Regions from separate parts of the Sus scrofa genome. Here region 1 is linked to region 2. A link is a contact called in public promoter capture Hi-C data. All regions are on one chromosome and are shown on one strand. The core of a region is the stretch at or near the end of the contact, and the rest is flanking DNA. Distances in the headings are between cores, read along the strand shown. Region 1 holds the start of THAP7 (THAP domain-containing protein 7). Region 2 holds the start of TOP3B (DNA topoisomerase 3-beta-1).

Region 1 (6,927 bases), core at 4,226-6,725, 570 kb after region 2:
TTTCAGAGGCTGTGGAGAGAGCAGGGCAGTGTCCCTGCAGGATGGAGCCCTGGATGTGTGCCCCTGACCCCGTCTGAGCAGGCAGGAGTTGGCGGCTGTGGCTCAGGGAGTCTGTCCTGGGGGAGGGCACCTTTGGCTGGCAGCTCCTTAACCAGCCCCCAGCTACCTGTTTGCAGCACCCTACTACTACGGCTTCTACAACAACCGGCTGCAGGCGTACTGCAAGCAGAACCTGGAAATGAATGTAACGGTGCAGAACGTGCTACAGGTAGACCATCTGGCAGGGACCTCCTGCATTTGCAAGGATGGGGGGTTGAGGGGTGGGCAACGTCTCAGGGAACCTGCCGTTTCAGATCCTAGAGGCAGCGGACAAGACGCAGGCACTTGACATGAAGCGGCATTGCCTCCACATCATCGTGCACCAGTTCACCAAGGTCAGGGCCCTCCCACCTGTGCCGCCCACCCATCTCCAGGACACGCTCCCCTCGGCATGGCTGTGGCCAGGTGGGAGGGAGCCTCATGCCACGGCGGGCCCTGGGGAATCACCAGACAGAACTGCCCATCCAATGGCCATTCCACCCCATCCTCGGAGCCAGCCCGAGCTCTGCATTGGTCAAGCCCCTAGAAGACTCCATAGCCCCCCAGCCCTGGCAAGATTCCACCTCCATCCTCTGGTCTTTGGTTGCCTCCACAGGTCTCCAAGCTGCCCTCGCTGCGCACGTTGAGCCAGCAGCTGCTGCTAGACATCATCGACTCTCTGGCCTCCCACATCTCTGACAAGCAGTGTGCAGAGCTGGGCGCTGACATATGAGGGCCCCACAGTGCAACCCTGCCCTGCCTCACTGTAGACTGTGCTGGCCACGCTCAGGCCTGTGGCAGAGGGGCCAGGTGCCCAGGGCCTCCAAAGGGAGTTGAGGGGACATGGAGGGCACCAAGTGCCCCACTTCACGGCTGAGGACAGAGGTCCCACAGGAAGCAGACAGAGAAGCAGCACCTTGGCTGGCACCCTCTCTTGGTGGGGGGGGGGAGGCAGAGGTCCTGGGCTGGGCCCAGTGGGGAAGACAAACCTGCCAGGGAGCTGGCTTTGGGCCCTACTGTCGGCAGGTACTTGTGCATCCAGCCACTGGGCCCTGTTGCCAATACCCTTTTAATGTGGGGGCCATACTGCACCCCTGACCCTTGGGGTTGCTGTAAGGCCCTTCCTGCCACCCAGAACTTGTGCCTGGGCAGCACTAATGGCAGGGAGTCTGACTGTAGATGAATTATGGGCCTGAAGGGCCCCAAGGCTAGCCCCCGGCCTGCAAGGTCAGGCACTCTGGACAGGCCGCACAGATAAGGGCTCTGGGGTCCCACCTGCCTGAGTGTGCAGCATGGCTCTAGGCATGCCAGGGTGAAGTCAGAGGAGGTGCCCCCAGGTCCCTGCCTGTCCCTCACTAAGTCTTTATTGTCACAGGCTCGCTTCCATTAAAACCACAGCAGTGCTACTGACACATTACACCTTGCCGCGCAGTCCCCACTGGTGGGCTCTAGGCCTAGGTCCTCCTGGAGCTGCAGCCTGATGGTCTGGGATCAGCCTGCCAGCAGCTCCCCACCCTCACTGAGGTGCTCCAGTCTCCTAGGGGTGGGAGGGATGGGCGGAGCGCAGGCCAGCCTCTGGCCTCTCCCCACCCCCCACCCAAGAGGCCTGGGGCCCACAGCCAGCTCTCCTGGCTCCTCTGCTCCTGAGCTGGGAAACTAAGGATAGGCAGAGTCCTTCCTTGTCCCAATGGAAGGTGAAGTCCACTCCAGTGGAGAAGGTACGATTCTGTCTCCCCTCTGGGAGTAAGAACCCTTCTGTCCTGGCTGCCAGGAAGCCACTTCAGGGAAAATGGTCAGCGCCTTAGTTTCCTGCCTTTGGCTGTGCCTCATCTTATTGGGGCACCTGCCATACCTCAGGCCTTGAGGAGCCCCAGGTGCCAGATGCAGGTGGACATTCTAGGGCAAGGGGAGTTACCTGCAGGCCACCAGCACGCTAGGAGACGCCTCGAGACCTGCCTGTGATCCTGCTCTGCATCTGCCTCTCCCGGGCATGAAGTGAATAAATGAAATTGGACTCTGAGGGCCCCAGGCAGCAAATTTCACATCCCTGCAGGCCCATTTCCAGGACTTAAAAGGATTCAGCTATGCTCTTGGGACCTTTGTGGCTGAGGCCCAGCAGGGAGATGTCATGTGCCAAGTTAAGTCCTCACACTCTGAGCTGATGGTTACAGGAGCCAAGAGGCCTTCCATGGTCCAGTTGGACTGAAGGAAGATGACAGGTTGAGCCAGGACTGGCCCACGTGCATGGCCCTTTGGTCTCCATGCCTCATCCCATATCTTCAGGGACCAGAAAGGTGGTTGTGGGGCCCTCCCTGCTTGCCAGGCACAGCAGCCTGAGATCAGTAATCTTGTCCATTTTGCAGATGAAGCAGGCCTGTGCTGAGTGGGGGCTGAGCAGCAGCTGGGGCACAGACACTCTGCCATGTTTGACTGCCAAGGACATTGGGTCTGGGGATGGAAGTCTGTTGTTTTCTTGAAAACGAAGTAAATCTGGCCTGGATTTTATGACTGTTTCCAAAAAGGCCAGCTGGGTAAATCAAGGCTTAGTGTCAAGTGAAGGTTGCCCAGCATTGCCCCCGACCTCTATGCACACCACCCTGTCCCTCAGAGAATGTTGTAGAACAAGGAGCTGCTTGGGGAGGGGTTGCCAAGAACTGGGCTCTGCTCTCCACAGCCAAGAGCTTGGCCTCCAGGGTCTGAGCCCTCCAGGCTACAGCCAGTCTGGGGGGAAGCAGACCTCAGGGGAGGGAGGGGGCCCCACCCCCAGCAGAGGCAGAGAACAGGGCTTCTTTCTAGAATCCACTTTTTTTTTTTTTTAAGGGACATACTGTGTCAAATGGAAGTTCCCAGGGATTGGAGCTGTAGCTGGGGCCTATGCCATAGCCATGGCACCACTAGATCCGAGCTGCATCTGCTATCTTCAGTGCAGCTTGTGGCAACACTGGATCCTTAACCCACTGAGTAAGACCAGGAATCAAACCCACATCCTCACAGATATTAGTCACGTTCTTAACCTACTGAGGCACAATGGGAACTCCTAGAAACCGCTTTATTATGGCATCTGGCAGGTCAGACACAGCTCAAGTCAGGTCCCTCTCTAGGCAGATCCTGAAGGAGGAAGAGGCAGGAACCCTGATGGGCAGCTCCTCACTCAGGCCATGCTGCTGCTTAGCTGCATGGCAAAGTCGTGCACATGCTCCTTCAGAGTCTGGCGGGCATCTGCCTGTGCCCGCTTCTCCCGTGCCCGCTCCTGCTGCAGCTTGGTCAGCCGTAGCCTCAGCCGTTGCTCCCGCCGCTTGCAGGCCTGCAGTTGGCGCTGGGCCTTGTCCAGGGCATCAAGGGCAGCCTCAGCCCGCCGCTTCCAGAGCAGGGCACTGCCCACCTGGTAGCTGTGCTCATTCTGGATGTAGGCTCCAGCAGGAGGAGGGAGGCGCAACATGTAGGCTGAGGGTGACACAGGCCGAGGCTCCAGAGGGGACGGCTGCCGCTCGGGCTCCCGCTCGGGGGAGGGCTGGGTGCTGCAGCCTGCTTCATCAGCCTGGGCACCCAGGGGCCCCAGGAGGTCTGAGAACGGGCTGCTGAGGCCAGGCTCCAGCCTCCCAGTAGGGGAAGCAGACAGAGCAGCAGGTGCGGAGGCCTCTTCCACAGGAAAGCAGGTGACATCAGCAGGTGGAGGTGGAGAAAACGGAGTCGTGGGCCCTCGGCCCTCAGAGCAGCTACAGGGAGACAGAGCAAGGGACAGGCCAGGCTCAGGGCTCAGTGACCTCATTTCACCAGCCCACCTAACCCCCATCCCTGAACCATAGGCTCAGAGCCCTGTCCAGCAAGGCTCCATCCGAAAGCCCAGTCCCTCAGACGTGAAGTGGGACATCCCCCAGCGCAGCGCTTACCGCTTCCTGCATCGCCGAAGCCGGCTGACATCAGGGGGGCCGGGTGGGTAACTGTGCCCCTTGGTCTTGGCTGTTCGGCGCAACTTGGAGAAAGACTCAAATATTGTGGGGACTGCTCCCTCCTTCAGCCTGTGGTACCCACTGTAGGGGAAAGCAGTCTGAAGTAGAGAAGAGGGCCTGCACCCCAGGCTGACCTGCAGGGTGCGGAGCCTGCAGCCCCCCAGCCCCTGAACAGGATCCTGGGCTAGCACTGGGGCAGGTGGGAGGCACACTGCAAACAGCTAGTTTGGGGGATGCCAAGTTAAGAGGTACCCCATCTCCTCCATGAGAGCCTCCTGAGAATTAAGGTGACTGGAAAGGCCCCACCAGAACTGGGCTGACCCCCTGAAAGGAGCGGCTATGTTTGTGCCTTTGCTGGCGTGCCTGGGCTCCAGGAGCACCCTCTGGCACAGTGATACCCGGGGTGTGTGTGTCTCTAACTGCTTCCGTCCGGAGAGGAAATTGAGATTCTGAGCTGGGAAGAACCAGGGCGGCCTGCCCTGGTGTCAGCAGGAGGCTCACCTGATTCCCACCAGTTCAAAGCAGTTCTCCTCGAAGTGTTTGGAGCAGAAGTAGATGTACTCGGATGCTGGGTCCCACAAGCCCTGGCCGCTGGGGTCCAGCCGCTGGCAGTTGGCCAGCCACAAGCCTCGCCTCGGGTTGTCCTTCTTGGGAAGCCTGTAGGGCAACAAGCCTGTCAGAGCTGGGCCGCCGGCGACACACCGGATGGGAAGGGCCGGCCTGACTCATGCTGCCCCCGGACCCTGTGGGCACACAGACTAGGAAGCTGAGGCCTCAAAACGTAAAGCGACTGGCTCTGCACCAGGGTGCCTCTGACAGCAGCTAGTTCCCTCTCCACCGCAGCTCCGCCCACCATCAGCCTCTAACTCAAGCCTCGCCGGACCCGCCGAAGCGCGTGCGCAGTGAAGGCTCCTCAGGTGGGCAGGACAGACTAATGAACACGTGACCCTTTCGGCGCCAGCGCGCACGCGCGCTGACCTGTGGAAGGAGATGCCGCGGTTGCGCGTCTCTCGCGTGTCCCGCGTGCAGCAGCCGGCGGCGGAGCAGTGACGCGGCATCTGGAGAAGAGGCAGGAACTCGGTTGCGGGCTGCTATCTGGGCCCGGACAAGCCTCGCGCCCCTAGCCGCCACCCTGCTCCAGGCGGCCCCGTCCTGGCGCGTCCACACCGGCCCGATCTCGTCAGAGGCCCTTCCCAACCCACTCTCCCGTCTCCCGTCAGCGGCACTTACGGTCTCGCCATTGCTGCGCCGCCGAAGTCTCGCGAGATGTGGCTCGCGGCGGAAGTCGGTACCATAGAGACCCGGAAGCGCGCGGCGCTCGCTGAGGGGCGGAGCGGGCCCCGGAAGTGGTCGGCCTGCGGGGCGCCGCGCGCAGGACCGAAACGACTCTGACAAGAACGGGCTGGTCGTGCGATGCGGAGCCCTGGCTGGGCGGGCACGCATGCCTCTGATGAGAGGTGCCCCTTGTGGACGGGAGGGAGGCTCTGGGGCAGCTCCTCCAGAGGACGGGGCGAGGAGGGTGAACGCTGTGGTCCCGCGACTGTGACCCGGACCGCTTCCGGTCCCGGAGGAAGGGCGCGAAGGATCCGGAGTGTTTAAACTTAAAACATTTTCCCCGATTTCCCCACTGGCCTTATACTCTTATTCTGGAAGTAATACAGCAACTGAGGTGCCTCATTTTTTCTCTTTGGGAGGAAACATGATTTTTCCCTAGGAATTCGCTCGGAAAAGGCAAGTATCTGGTCGGGGAACTTGGCCGAAGAGCAACACAGGAGCAGACGACACTCAATACAGAAACTTTAATAGGTAAACACATCTGGAACGTTACAGAGCAGGGTGAAGGGGGGCCGCCTCGCCCTCCCGCTCAGTACTCCTCCCCCTCCTCGGCCTCCGCTTCCACCGAGTCCACGCCCACCTCTTCGTAATCTTTCTCCAGAGCCGCCAGGTCCTCCCGGGCCTCCGAGAACTCGCCCTCCTCCATGCCTTCCCCCACGTACCAGTGCACGAAGGCACGCTTGGCGTACATGAGGTCGAACTTGTGGTCCAGGCGGGCCCAGGCCTCGGCGATGGCCGTGGTGTTGCTCAGCATGCACACGGCCCGCTGCACCTTGGCCAGGTCTCCCCCTGGGACCACCGTGGGGGGCTGGTAGTTGATGCCCACCTGCCAGAGAAGGGGAACAGATGGAGACGTTTATACTGTGGCGTGAAAAATGGTACCTTGTTTTTTAAAACAAGGCCCCATGGGAATTGGTACTTTCTTTTTTGGCAGTATCTGACAACATTTAATATTCTTTGACCCAATACTGTCACGTTTTGGATTTACCCACATAAGAGCAAAAGCTACATGTATAGAGATTTTTATGTATTTAGTTTAGGGTACTGTTTGAAATGGCAAAACTGGAAACATGTCCTTCCTGGGGAACAAGTTATCACACATCTCTACAGTAAAACACGGTACCATGATGAAAAGGAATGAAGAACCTGCCCTGGCCTGTAAATATGTCCAAGGTGTATTGTATACTTGGTAGAAAGCAGAGCAAGTTGAATTCTACCTGAGTGTTTATACTTCAAAATACTTACAGAGTAACAACCAAAGCTGGGAGATACCATGCTGGAGGACAAACAACTGGTAGAGTGCGGACAGATGGCTGGCCCTGACCTAAGGAGCAGCTGGCAGCCAGCACCAGCTTGACGCAGCTCTTCTCCAGAGGAACTGGGAGCAGGGGGCATGTACAGGGGGTTCTGATCTGATCAAGGGGTGCCCCCTACCCCCCAGCTCTAAGACCAGGCTGGCCAGCCCTTCCAAACAGGATGGCTGCCACCTTGCTTTTCCCTTTGGCTACCTGTGTGCGATGAGTCAAGTCTGTCACCTACATGAAAAGAGTGTATTTTCTTTGCC
Region 2 (6,437 bases), core at 310-2,809:
GTGGAAACAAATCTGACTAGTATCCATGAGGACGTGGGTTCGATCCCTGGTCTCGCTCAATGGCTTAAGGATCCGGCATTGCTGTGAGCTGTGGTGTAGATTTCAGACACAGCGTTGCTATGGCTGTGGCTGTGGCTGGCATCTATAACTCCAATTTGACCCCTACCCTGGGAAACTCCATATGTCACAGGTGCAGCCCTAGAAAGACAAAAAAAAGAAAAGAAAAGAAAAAAAAAAAAAAAAAAACAGAGAAGGGCCCAGCACAAAGTAAGCACAGGGTGATGTTAACTATTAACAGTATCAGGAAAACCAAGGCCCAGCCTGTGTCCAACCAGAAAGAAAGGAGACCCAGGAGCTCAGCCATCACACCCACCACCCCAGCACCTCAGTGAGGGGGGCCTAAGGACTTTTCTCAACCTGACTCATTTGTCCATGTAAGGGGCCCCAGGGTGGCCAGACCGCTGCTCCCCAGGAGGCAAGTGGGGAGGACTCAGCTGCAGAGTGTACAGGCCAACTGCACTTTCTCAGCTTGATGGAGACCCCTGCGTTTCTGGAGCCGACCACTCAGAGCCCCTCCTCTTGTCCAGCCCTCAGGTCCCTCCTCTTGCTCTGCAGAATGAACCCCTGAGCTGGATTAAGTGACAGAGGAGCTCTGGTTTTGCCTCTCTGGCAGCTAATGACACCCGGGACTCGACCTTAGCACTGGCCACCTTCAGTGGGGGCTGCATGGAGACAGACTACAAGGCAGTGATGTGGGGGCCAGGAGGGAGATGGCTCAGGATGGTGGCAGCCAAGGCAAGGAGGCTGGATTGGATCTCAAGTATATTTTGAAGACGGTGATGGATAAGGAGTGTGAGAAAGAGGAATCCGGAATGCCTGCAGCTTGAGCCACCAGGAGGATGGGATTGCCATTTTGGAGATGGAGAACCTGCCAAGGAGGGGGTTTGCAATCAGCAGTTCTGTTTTGAGAGTGAGATCTCATGGTGACAGAATTTTGGGCATTTCCCAATCTTAATTTGGCCATAGAACTTTCCTTTTTCCAGGGCATCTGTCAGGGCTGGTTTCAATAAAGGCAAATTGGGGGAGATGTCTAGGGGAGCAAAGGAAGTGTGTGCACTCTATTATGTAAAATATGTAAAAATAAAGCCATAAAAATTACTTTAAATCTTCCATAATCTTATAGTTCTAACACGAAAGAGACGATTATATTCCAATTCGTTTTCCAGATATGTTTTACATAGATCATTCATTCATTCCACAGATGTTTATAGCATTGAAAGAAGCCTGCTATACACACATCTGTAGTTTTTAGTTTTTAATTATGAACAACATATATGTTTTCACGCTTATCCAGTTTTCATCTTTGTAGATAATTGTCATTATTGCCTCCCCGCGGCCAGGAAGAATGGGGCGGAGGGTTTGGGAACCCCTTGCGGACCGCAGCAGGGCGAAACCAGGGCGGGGTTTGGGAACCCCTGCGGACCCGGAATGCTAGGCTAGAGCCGACTGGAGGATGTGCCCCGGAACGCTTGCGCCTCGGAACCCGCAGACACCGGCGTGCGGCGCCGGAGGGCACGTGGGGGACGACGTCCGCGGCCGGACCCGGAAGCAGGTCGCCGAAGGCCGCGGGGAGGGAGAGGCGGAGCGGGATCCGCGACGCGGTGAGCGGCGGACGGCGGGTGGCGGGCGGCTCGGGAGCGGGTCCAGGCCGGGCTCCGGTTCTCGGCGCCTCCTCCCGCTGGGCGGGGCTGGGAGCGCCCAGAGGGAGCTGGCGCTGCCCCTGAAGCCTCTGTGGACCGAGCCGTCGGTGGGGCCGCGCCGCGGGCGACAGACTCGGGGTTCGCGGTCCAGGCTCCGCTGCTGCCCCCGGCCCAGCTCGGTCTGGAGGGAGCCGGGGCGTGTTTCTCCACGGGGAGTGGTTGGTGCAGAAGAAGGAAGGAGGGAGGGAGAGCACTTTTGTGAACAAATTCGCTGGAATCCAGGCAGTACTTTCTCACAAAGGCCTCATTTTACCTCTTTTGTCCCTCAGCCTTAGAACAGGTCATGGAGTTCCCGTCGTGGCGCAGTGGTTAGCGAATCCGACTAGGAACCATGAGGATGAGGGTTCAATCCCTGGCCTCACTCAGTGGGTTAAGGATTCCGCGTTGCTGTGACTGTGGCCTAGGCCTGTGGCTACAGCTCCGATTAGACCCCTAGTCTGGGAACCTCCATATGCCACGGGTTGGCCCAAAAAAGACAAAAAAAAAGAACAGGTCATGAAAATTCAGCCCAGCCTGGGCTCGGTGGCCAGCGAGTTCTGGGGTCCCTAGAGCCCTGACAAAGGTCACCTGACACTAGTCTGAATTGTTTTCAACCTCCCAGTCTACCCAGTTTCAAAAATTACAACGTAGGCCTTGTAGCATTGCTGGCAAGATAAAATACAGTTGTGTTTTCAGCTATAGCATGGCTGCAGAGGAGGAGCTTAAAGGGTGGTTTGTCCTCCTGACTCCATAGGTGTTTGATAAAGTGACTAAGGCGGGAAACCCTAGGGCTCTAAGTGATAAACAGACCACTGCTAGGCCTCCATTCCCAGGCTAGATCCACTTGTGTGATCCACCTGTGTGTAAGTCACTGGTGGTAAAGGACTTTATCTACAGTGCTTCCAAAAGACACATACCATTGTCTTGTGAGTGGCCAGGGTTATAACAAGTTAACCTCTACTTCCTTTGATTTTCAGCCCTCTAATTATAGCCTTAATTTGGGGTGTTTGCTGTTAATATCCTCTTAGCACTCGCTAATCTCCTTTTATGCAATAGAGGACAAACTTCAGGCTCAGAGCTTTGGCAGGCAACAAAATTGAACTTGAGTTCCTGTTGTGGCTCAGTGGTAACAAACCCAACTAGTATCCATGAGGACTCGGGTTCAATCCCTGACCTCAGCTCAGTGAATTAAGGATCCAGCATTGCTTTGAGCTGCAGTGTAGGTTGTAAACACAACTTGGATCCCTTGTTGCTGTGGCTGTGGCACAGGCCGGTAGCTCTTGCTCTGATTTGAGCCCTTGCCTGGGAACCTACATATGCCTCAAGTGTGGCCCTAAAAAGACGAAAAAACAAAAATGAAATTAAACACGATAGGCCATGTAGGTTACTGGAAAGAATCTAGTTCTGGTTATTGACTACAGGCTTTAAGCTCCTAAGAGGCTATAGAATTTCCCTTTTGTATATATTCAAGCTTTTTCTTAAAGGCAGAACCTTAAGTTAATAATAATATCAGTAAAGCAAAGATGTTAAGATGGTATATAAATGAAATTTTGCAAACCACTGTTTTCAGCTTCTGTTCTCATTGGCTTCCATTTTGAAATTGGAGATATGTCTTCATGGAAAAATAGGGAGGCCTCAAGATTATCAGAGAACATTTGTTGAGAGTGCAGAAATCTTTTTAAGAGGTAGAGCTTGGTGCAGTTGGGGGGCGGGGGGAAAGTACCTGGCTAGAAGTAGAGCAGCATGCATTTCTGCCCCAAACTTTGGAAAATTGCTTCCTCTGAGTCTTAGTTTGCTCCTCTTTAAGATGGTTGTACCTGATCTAAGCCTCACTGGTGACCTACGCCACAGCTTGCAGCAATGCCAGATCCTTAACACACTGAGTGAGGCCAGGGATCCAACCTGCACCCTCACGGACACTATGTCAGGGTCTTAACCTGCTGAGCCACAACGGGAACTCCCCAGTTTTTAAATTTTAAACATGATAAAGTATTTTCATTATTCATTTTGCAGGTAGAATCACTCTTTTATATCTTCAGCGATCATCCATTCAGTAGTATTTGCTCACCATCTACTCCTTGCCATTGGAGTAACACCCCTGTTCTCCTGGAGTTTACTTTTAGAGTGGTAAGTGCTGCAGGGATGCAAGGCATCTCCCCCCGGGGTGCTCTCAGAGGCCAGACAGGTGAGGGCCACAAACTTGAACTCTCGACTGTGCAGTTCCCACTGCGGAGCAGCACAACACGGCCCCCACCCAAGGACCCTGGCAGAACAATTATACCACAATTACTGGCTACACTTGTGATATTACTGCGAGAAAAACTGAGGGGACATCATAGGATAAATCCTTCCTCCTACTCTGGAAGGGATGGGAAACTTGGAAGCCCTCACAGAGCAATCTCCATTTGCCACCACTTTCCACTTCTGGCCTCTGGTGTCTCTGGGCTGGGGAAGGGGAGTCTCTGGATGGTCCTGGGCCTCTGACACTTCCCATAGCAGAACAGAGGCTGGATAAGAACAGCTTTGGTTGTTCATTCATTCAGCAGACATTCAGTGAGTGCTGGTGCATAGATCACAAACCACACACCATCCATGGGGGGGATGCAGCAGCAGTGGTTTTTAGGGAGAGGGCAGGGAGTCAGAGGAAGTAGACCAAGGTGGAAGCAGGAACGACCATGACTCTGGAGGGAGGAGGAGATGTCTGGGATGATGGGAGTGGACACAGATCAGGGCCCTGGGTGATGCCGACAAGTGGGCTGATTGTCAGGTAGGCGAGCCCCTCTGCAGATGGTCTGGCTGTCATTTGAGGCATCTCAACTCTTTTCTCTGAGGTGATTGTGCATGCGTGTGTGTGTGTGTGTGTGTGTGTGTGTGTGTGTCTATCTATTTATTTATTTATTATTTGGCTGTGGCTTGATGTGGGCTGTCAGTTCCCAGACCATGCAGGGATTGAACCCAGGCTTCAGCAGTGGAAGCACTGAATCCTAACCACTAGACCACCAGGGAACTCCCGAGTTTTCTGTTTCTTGCCTCATGTGTTTTTTTGTTTTTTTGTTTTTCTTTCTTTTTAGGGCCACACTTGTGGCATATGGAGGTTCCCAGGCTAGAGGTCTAATTGGAGCTGTTGCCACCGGCCTATACCAGAGCCACAGCAACACAGAATCTGAGCCGCCTCTGTGACCTACACTACGGCTCACAGCAATGCCGGATCCTTAACCCACTGAGCCAGGACAGGGATCGAATCCACAACCTCATGGTTCCTAGTTAGATTCGTTTCCAAAGCGCCACGACGGGAACTCCCTTGCCTCATGTTTGTTTTGTTGTTCAGAATGAATTTGCCTATTAGTGGTGGAAGTTCCAGTTTCAAGTGCTGTTTTCTGCATATTTTCTCTTTAGGAGTCAGCATTGGCAGCAGTAAGGGGCTGCTCTAGGGCAAAATCTGAGCTGCTTGGCTGCTGTTCCCCTGAGAGCAGTGAAGGAGTGAGGCCAGGACCTGGTGGCACTGGGACAGGATGAAGACCGTGCTCATGGTCGCAGAGAAGCCGTCCCTGGCCCAATCCATTGCCAGGATCCTCTCCCGAGGTACGAGGGACTGCTCTGCATGTCATCCCTTTCTTTTCCCAAAAGGTGACCCCTGATCGCTGGAGTAGGTTCTGTTTGGGACGTCAGGCGTGAAGGAAGCCCTTGGTCTCTTAGTCAGTTAGTCCCTGGGCTGCGATTACTGCCTCGATCAGCGCCCCACAGGTGCAGGCATGGCTGGTGGCACGTGACAGTCAGGGTTGTCTGTCACAAGCAACAGAAACCAGCCCTGCTAACTTATGCAGCATGTCCACTGGAAGGACAAAGACACAGCCAGGACCCTGCCTGTGTCGTGGGCCTTGGGAACCAGCCTCTGAACCCACCTCCCCCCACAGCTGCAGCCCATGCCCCTCTTGTCAGTCACATATCACAAGGCTGAGCTGTGGCCCCAGCCCCCACAACCCCAGGACACCCCCTGGCCCCACCCTGGCCCCTTGGTGTTTGGAGGGTGCTGGGGATACAGAGATGCCATACATCTGCCATCACCTCCCCTCAGCCCGGCTGAGGGGGAAGAAGACCCCAGGGCAGCTGGATGAGAAGTCCTGGTCTGAAGGGAAGGGGAGACCCCAGAAGTGCCTGGTCCCCGGAGGCCAAGAAAATTGAGCTGAGGGACCGTCGGGGAGTGAATTCCCAGGGTTCAACAGTTAGGGGGGCTCTGGGGAACTCTGAGTTGGGTTTGAAAGAGGCAGAAATACAGTTCAGAGTGAGCACAGGAATGCAGCAGACAAGCCCAGTGCCTGTGCATGAGCGTCCAAGGGGTGCTTCTGGCCCCCACCCACCAGTACTATGAGCGAACACAGTGCTAGGTGGTGAGCAGTGCCATTTTCCCTGAGGATCCTTATTCATGACTGCCAGGGGGACACCAGCTACAGCTTGCTGGCCTGGCCATCACCCTGCTTCTCTCACAGGAAACATGTCCTCGCACAAAGGGCTGAATGGGACGTGCTCGGTGCACGAATACACAGGGACCTTTGCTGGCCAGCCTGTCCACTTCAAGATGACATCTGTCTGTGGTCACGTGATGACCCTGGACTTTCTGGGTGAGCCCCCACTCCTGCTCACCCTCCATGGCACTGAGCCCGGAAGGTTTGTCTGAGGCCAACGGATTGAGGAGTGCTG

Evidence for each region. Promoter capture Hi-C pulls out the DNA fragments that hold promoters and counts their contacts.
Region 1: a promoter capture Hi-C map of liver shows a contact between it and region 2, with 5 times the contacts expected there. The contact joins the promoter of THAP7 here to the promoter of TOP3B in region 2. A contact is called at or near these places in 2 of 5 promoter capture datasets (fetal liver and liver) and 1 of 2 datasets of contacts at active chromatin or transcription factors (alveolar macrophages).

The regions. Positions count from the first base shown.
Region 1 is chr14:50,588,303-50,595,229 of Sscrofa11.1, forward strand. It overlaps THAP7 (THAP domain-containing protein 7), which reads right to left and starts at 5,476. Exons shown (of 4, transcript XM_013983196.2): 1 at 5,259-5,476; 2 at 5,007-5,086; 3 at 4,530-4,685; 4 at 3,110-3,794. The coding sequence starts at 5,471. The coding sequence ends at 3,230. It overlaps LOC100510930 (tubulin alpha-3 chain), which reads right to left. Exons shown (of 5, transcript XM_003133000.5): 5 at 5,813-6,189. The coding sequence ends at 5,893. It overlaps LZTR1 (leucine-zipper-like transcriptional regulator 1), which reads left to right. Exons shown (of 21, transcript XM_003132997.4): 19 at 163-268; 20 at 354-434; 21 at 695-2,095. The coding sequence ends at 811.
Region 2 is chr14:50,018,853-50,025,289 of Sscrofa11.1, forward strand. TOP3B (DNA topoisomerase 3-beta-1) reads left to right here and starts at 1,560. Exons shown (of 19, transcript XM_021072739.1): 1 at 1,560-1,661; 2 at 3,753-3,866; 3 at 5,136-5,321; 4 at 6,227-6,358. The coding sequence starts at 5,252.